Regions from separate parts of the Bos taurus genome. Here region 1 is linked to region 2. Evidence: chromatin contacts called from public Hi-C data. All regions are on one chromosome and are shown on one strand. The core of a region is the stretch at or near the end of the contact, and the rest is flanking DNA. Distances in the headings are between cores, read along the strand shown.

Region 1 (3,126 bases), core at 189-2,688, 59 kb after region 2:
CTGACTCTTGCAAGGACTTCATGACTTTAATCCCTATACTCCCATCTCCTTGGCAGAAAGTGGACTAGCAGTATTTTCTGTTAACAGAGGGGCAGAAGCAAAGGGAACTCCAGAAAAAGGCACCATCTGCAGTTTAAAGTTGGAAAGCACCAACCCACAGGCTCCTCAGGTAGAGGGTGGTTTACAGAAGACGGAATCAAGAGCAGCTGAGAAGACCTCCTCTAGTAGTGCAAGGAGAAGGCAATGGCACCCCACTCCAGTACTCTTGCCTGGAAAATCCCATGAACGGAGGAGCCTGGTAGGCTGCAGTCCATGAGGTCGCTAAGAGTCGGACACGATTGAGCGACTTTACTTTGACTTCTCACTTTCATGCACTGGAGAAGGAAATGGCAACCCACTCCAGAATTCTTGCCTAGAGAATCCCAGGGACGGGGGAGCCTAGTGGGCTGCAGTCTATGCGGTCGCACAGAGCCGGACACGACTGAAGCGACTTAGCAGCAGCAGTAGCAGCAGCAGTAGTAGTGCAAAAAGCACGCCCCCAAAGCACATTAGAATCACCTGGCGTTTTAAACGCCATTGTTCAGGCTGCGCCCCAGCTCAGGATCTCTAGAGGTGGGAGAGAGCCACAGCAGTTTTCCAAAACTCTCCAGATGTGCAGCCAACTTTGAGAACAAATACCCCAAAGAACTCCCAACGTGTTTTGAACAGTGCGTTGCGAGCAGCGTTGGAAAGGTACGGCAGCCTTGGGGTGAAGGGGTATACACCGAGTAAATATACAAACTTTTAAAAATCCTGTGTAACTAACTCCAGCATGACAGCCAAGCACCTGTGAAGAGGCCAAACAGTGATGCAACTTGGAAAAGTCCCTTGGAAAGCTAGGGTATGTGCTGTACGCGAAGCGGGGGCTTTCAGGACGACCTGCCTGGACCGGGAACGTCAGGGAGAGGGAGACGCCCACCCGCCCTTTCTTTTCGAGAGATGGTTGGGACCAGCACGCCCCGAAATAAAGGAAAAACAGGGTCGGACAGGGACAGAGGTGCTCGTTTGGGTCCGGGAGGAATCCTAGCTCACTCGCAGCTGTCACTCAAGACCGAGGGTCGAGGCAGGGGGTGCTAAGGCTGCCAGGCGCCCTTCGCTGCATGGCGGTTCCGGAGCCTCTCCCTCGCCCGGGGCCCCAACGCGGGGCCCCCAGGAACCGGACCGTCTGTGCTGCACGCCTCCCAGCCAGGCGCGCGCGCGGGAGCCTGGAGCGCACCTTCCAGCCCCAAGGGAGACGCTGCACAAAGTGCGCGGCGGGGGGGCTCTGACGGCCTACCTGAGCCGCTCCGGGTCCCGCCGCCCACGGCGACCCCTTGGCCCCTGATCCCCGCACCCGCTCTCGGCTCACTTACCGCTGCCTACCGGGTCCCGCTCCGGCCGCCTACAGCACAGCCCAGCTCGAGTGCAGAGTCCGCGGCGCCGCCTAGAGGCCGGGCGAGCCCGGGCCCCGCCCCACACGCCTGCCCGCCCCCGGGGAGGAGGGGCCGGCGCCCCCTTGCCCCATTCCCGGCTGGTCCGTTGCGGACTCTGCAGCCGCCAGGCGCGCCCTCCCGGCCCTCCCGCTTCCCCTTGAGCCGCCCGGGCCCTCGGGACACGTCTCCCCGCACCCCGACACCGCCCCTCCTCGGCTCTGCCCGGAACGCGCCCGCCCCTCCGCCAGCACCTCTTCCCCACCCCACCCCGTCGGGCCTCACACTCCTCTCCAACAACGCTTTCTCCTCACCCTTCCCCGGATCGGAATGTCCCCCCACCTCCCCTCCGCCTTCCCCCGTACTTTTCGCCTTGAGCTTCGGCCGTTCCAAATTCCTGGGAGCCTTGCCTGTTTCGCACCCCCGATTCCCCTTCTGTCCCTTGCCCACGGCCCCTTTTCTCCCTACCCTTCCAGGCAGCCTTTTCCTCCCCGACCTAGTCGGAAACTTTAATGTATAACTTTTCTCCTACCACAACCAAATCTACAAGTATTTGCTGAGCACCTATTAAGTCTAGAAATACTGATGGAGAGGTCGCCAAGAATAAATGCCCGTCCCTGTTAGAGAGGCCACACAGCTGACAGCAGTAGAACTGGGATTAACAGTCAGATTTCTGGTGCGTTGTTGAGGCCCGTTCCATGGGAAACTGCAGAATGACGCTAACCAGCTGTGGGAGTTTGAGCAAAAACCGTTTTCTCATCTGTGAAATAGGAGGATACCCACTCCACCATGTTGTGAAGATTACCTAAGAAAACAGATATGGAATAGCATACCACCTGTGCTTAATAAGTAATGTATGTTGACATATGGAATGAAATAAACACTTTAAAATTCAATAAATAATAAAACTTTAAAAGTAATAGTGAATGCAAGAAAACACTTGCAAATCATATCTGATAAGGAATCAACATAAAATATATAAAGAATTCATACAACTCTGTAGCAAAAATACAAACAATCTGATTTTTAAATGGGCAGAGAATCTGAATAGACATTTTTCCATAGAAGATGTACAGATGGTTGACAGGGAGGTGAAAAGGTATTCAACATCACCAACCATCAGGGAAATGCAAATCAAAACCACAATGAGTTATCACCTCACATCTGTTCCGAATAGGTGTGAAAAGGATAAGAGATAACAAGTATAGGTAAGGATATGGGGATGTAAGTTGGTGCCACCACTATGGAAAACAGTATGAAGATTCCCCCTAAATTAAAAATTGAACTACCATAAAATCCAACAATTCCACTTCTAGGTATTTATTCAAAGAAAATGAAAATACTAACTTGAAAAGATTTCAGTTCAGTTCAGTCACTCAGTCGTGTCCGACTCTGCGACCTCGTGAATCACAGCATGCCAGGCCTCCCTGTCCATCACCAATTCCTGGAGTTCACTCAGACTCACTTCCATTGAGTCAGTGATGCCATCCAGCCATCTCATCCTCTGTCGTCCCCTTCTCCTCCTGCCCCCAATCCCTCCCAGCATCAGAGTCTTTTCCAACTCTTCGCATGAGGTGGCCAAAGTACTGGAGTTTCAGCTTCAGCATCATTCCTTCCAAAGAAATCCCAGGGCTGATCTCCTTCAGAATGGACTGGTTGGATCTCCTTGCAGTCCAAG
Region 2 (3,006 bases), core at 69-2,568:
TGATGGGTCCTAATGCCAAGAATCTGGAGAAGGCAATGGCACCCTACTCCAGTACTCTTGCCTGGAAAATCCCATGGACGGAGGAGCCTGGTAGGCTGCAGTCCATGGGGTCGCCAGGAGTTGGACACGACTGAGCGACTCCATTTTCACTTTTTACTTTCATGCATTGGAGAAGGAAATGGCAACCCACTCCAGTGTTCTTGCCTGGAGAATCCCAGGGACGGGGAAGCCTGGTGGGCTGCCGTCTATGGGGTCACACAGAGTCAGACACAACTGAAGTGACTTAGCATAGCATAGCAATGCCAAGAATCACTGTCTTCACCCCTCTTGTGTGTGACCACCCTCGTCAAGAGACCATATAGATCACTAGGCAGGTCGCCCCAGCCACCCCACACTCAGAGGTTCTCTCACCAGAAATTCACTACTCTCACTCTGAAAACTCCGACAGCCACGGAGAGGCAGGAAGAGCAAAAACAACTGGTCACAGAAAACTGCTATCTTATTTTTTTCACTGTTAGCAGCATTTTTAAGTTTTCTTTCTATTCTGGCATCACTCTAGTAACATATTCTCCAAGAAAATCATCTATTTGACCCACATTTTCAAATTTATTTGCAGAGAATTTTGCAATGTATAAATCACTTCATCTCCTCTATATTTCTTACTTTCTAGCTTCATTTGTGCTTTCTTCACCTATTACTTTTGCAGGTAAAATACATGTCTACATATTTTTTTAAATTGTTGTTCCCCTAGAGAACTAGCTTAGACTTATCAATCATTTCTTTTTTTCTTAATTTTCTAATTTACTGAGGTCTAGTTTGATAATTATTCTTTCCTTCTGCTTTCCTTTATTCTGTTGTATTTCCAGTTTCTTGACTTGTATGCTTCATTTGTTTTTCACTCTTTGATCATAGTCCACAAATTTTGATATGTGACTATGTCAGGAATAGTGTTGGTTCCTAATGAACAGATGCCAAATAGCAACTTAAGAATTAGGATATTTTCCCCCCCAGAGATAGGAAGTTCAGAGCTGGAATAGATGCCAGGATATTTCTGAGGAATACCTCTTTTATCTTTCTACTCATCTACTTTTAACATGTATTAGACAACTTATAATTACAAGATAGCTGATCCAGCATCACACACACAAGTTTATTAGGCCATATGCGTCAACCTTTTTAAAGAGCTTTCTTGGAGGGCTCACCCACCAGTAATCCCTTGCACCTTATTGGTGAGAACTTAATCATGGATGGGGATGAGGATGACTTGTAGGTCATCCCCACCTACAAGAAAGGATTGGGAAATAGGATGTTGTCTTTTTTTTTTTTTAAGCTGGTCATTGACACTCTCAAAGTCAATGTTCTGTTGGTAAAAAGAGGAGAATGGACATTGGGAAGGCAGCCAGTAGTTTCCACCATGGAAATGTTTCTATTATTATTTTCTAGATAGTTTCAATTCGTGGTTTTGATTTATTTGACAAAAAAGTTGTTTTTGAGGAAGTTTTTGCATATCCGGTATGTTTGCTGTGTTGTTTTGGCTTGGGGAATCTTTATCTATGTTGTTAAGTTATATTTGCACTGCACTATGGTCAGAAAATGAAGTCACCGTAGTTCCCTCTGCCTTCCACTGGTTAGGACTGCAGTGCTGAGAGCACAGGTTCAGTCCCCAGCTGGGGAACTAAGATCTGCAAACTGCATGGAGCAGCCAAAAACACAAAGTGAAGTCACTATTATTTCTTTCTTTTTAAATGTATTGAGATTTCTTTTGTAGGCAAATACACAGATAATTTAATTTTTGTCACTGTTTAATTGGTGCTGGATGTGGTTTCTATTTTAAGCAATGGCATAGGCTTCCCAGGTGGCACTAGTGGTAAAGAACCTACCTGCCAATGCAATATATACCCATTTAATATACCCTTACCAATGATTTAGTTCAATTACACCACATGCGTTCACGCTTCGTCACTCAGTCGTGTCCAACTTTTTGCAATCCTTTTGGACTGTAGCCTGCCAGGCTCCTCTGTCCATGGGATTTTTCAGGTGAGAATACTGGAGTGGGTTGCCATTTCCTCTTCCAGGGTATCTTCTCAACCCAGGGATCAAATCTGGGTCTCCTGCATCATAGGTGGATTCTTTACCTGCTGAGCCATCGGGGAAGCCATCCACATTTGTCTCTCTGATTTGTCTCGGGCCTTCCTGGATATATCTGTCTCTTACCACTAGCTTAGCACCATCAGTTTGCTTGATGGTTATTTTAAATGTAAATCACGTTAGATATCACCTGTCATTTAACAGATAGGAACAGCTTGGATACACGTACCTGCAGTGTTCATCATCTCACTGATTGCAATGAGTTTATAATGTCTACTTGCATTTTCAGAGTGATATTACTAACATTTTAAATAATTTAATTTTTAACCAACGTAAAATAAGATATAATGAAAACCTGTACTTTTCAGTTTCCTATCCCCAATCCTGATCACATTCCTCAGAGGAAACCAATTGCAAATTGTAGCTCTTTCTCCTCCATGTTGCTGACTAAAATACCTAGCTGTGATTTCTTAACCTATCATTTTTACATATTGTAGATCACACACACACATACAACACATGAATTTCTCATTCTGTTAGCTTCCCAACAATAAAATCAAGAGCGAATTGTGTTTACATTATTGTGATAATATAATACTATATACTGAACAGCCAAATGGTAGACTCTGGTTATTTTTCCTTTCTCCTATAACTTTAATTTTTCTAGAGGTAGTAACTGCTGTTTTTACTTATCTTGTTTTCTACCCTTAAATCTCTTCATCAGCTATATTACATCCATTAGATGCTTTCCAGTATTAATTTGCAGATGATAAGAGTACCATCTTATCCTGTGATGACCTACCCTCCCCCCCAACATTAGGATTCAGCTGCTCTCTTCCCTTTGTGCTACATTGTTTCCCAAGTTCTTTGTCTTCCTCTTTCTTAGTTACAGAACTGTCCTGATGAAGCACAAGTCCA

The links. Hi-C and Micro-C count contacts between places; a contact is called where the count stands out from the background.
Region 1: a Hi-C map of liver shows a contact between it and region 2, with 2.3 times the contacts expected there. The contact joins the promoter of CGNL1 here to the enhancer-like site in region 2. A contact is called at or near these places in 2 of 11 Hi-C or Micro-C datasets (liver and skeletal muscle).

What each region holds. Positions count from the first base shown.
Region 1 is chr10:52,935,373-52,938,498 of ARS-UCD2.0, forward strand. It overlaps CGNL1 (cingulin like 1), which reads right to left and starts at 1,439. Exons shown (of 20, transcript XM_010809305.4): 1 at 1,392-1,439.
Region 2 is chr10:52,876,848-52,879,853 of ARS-UCD2.0, forward strand. All of the region lies in intron 2 of CGNL1 (cingulin like 1), which reads right to left. Among named protein-coding and RNA genes, the nearest start is that of CGNL1, 58 kb to the right of the region's middle. Within about 2 kb of position 1,319, at least 1 of the 102 cell types and tissues checked has an H3K27ac peak or open chromatin away from gene starts, as enhancers often do. A contact at or near this core is called in liver, where this site is marked.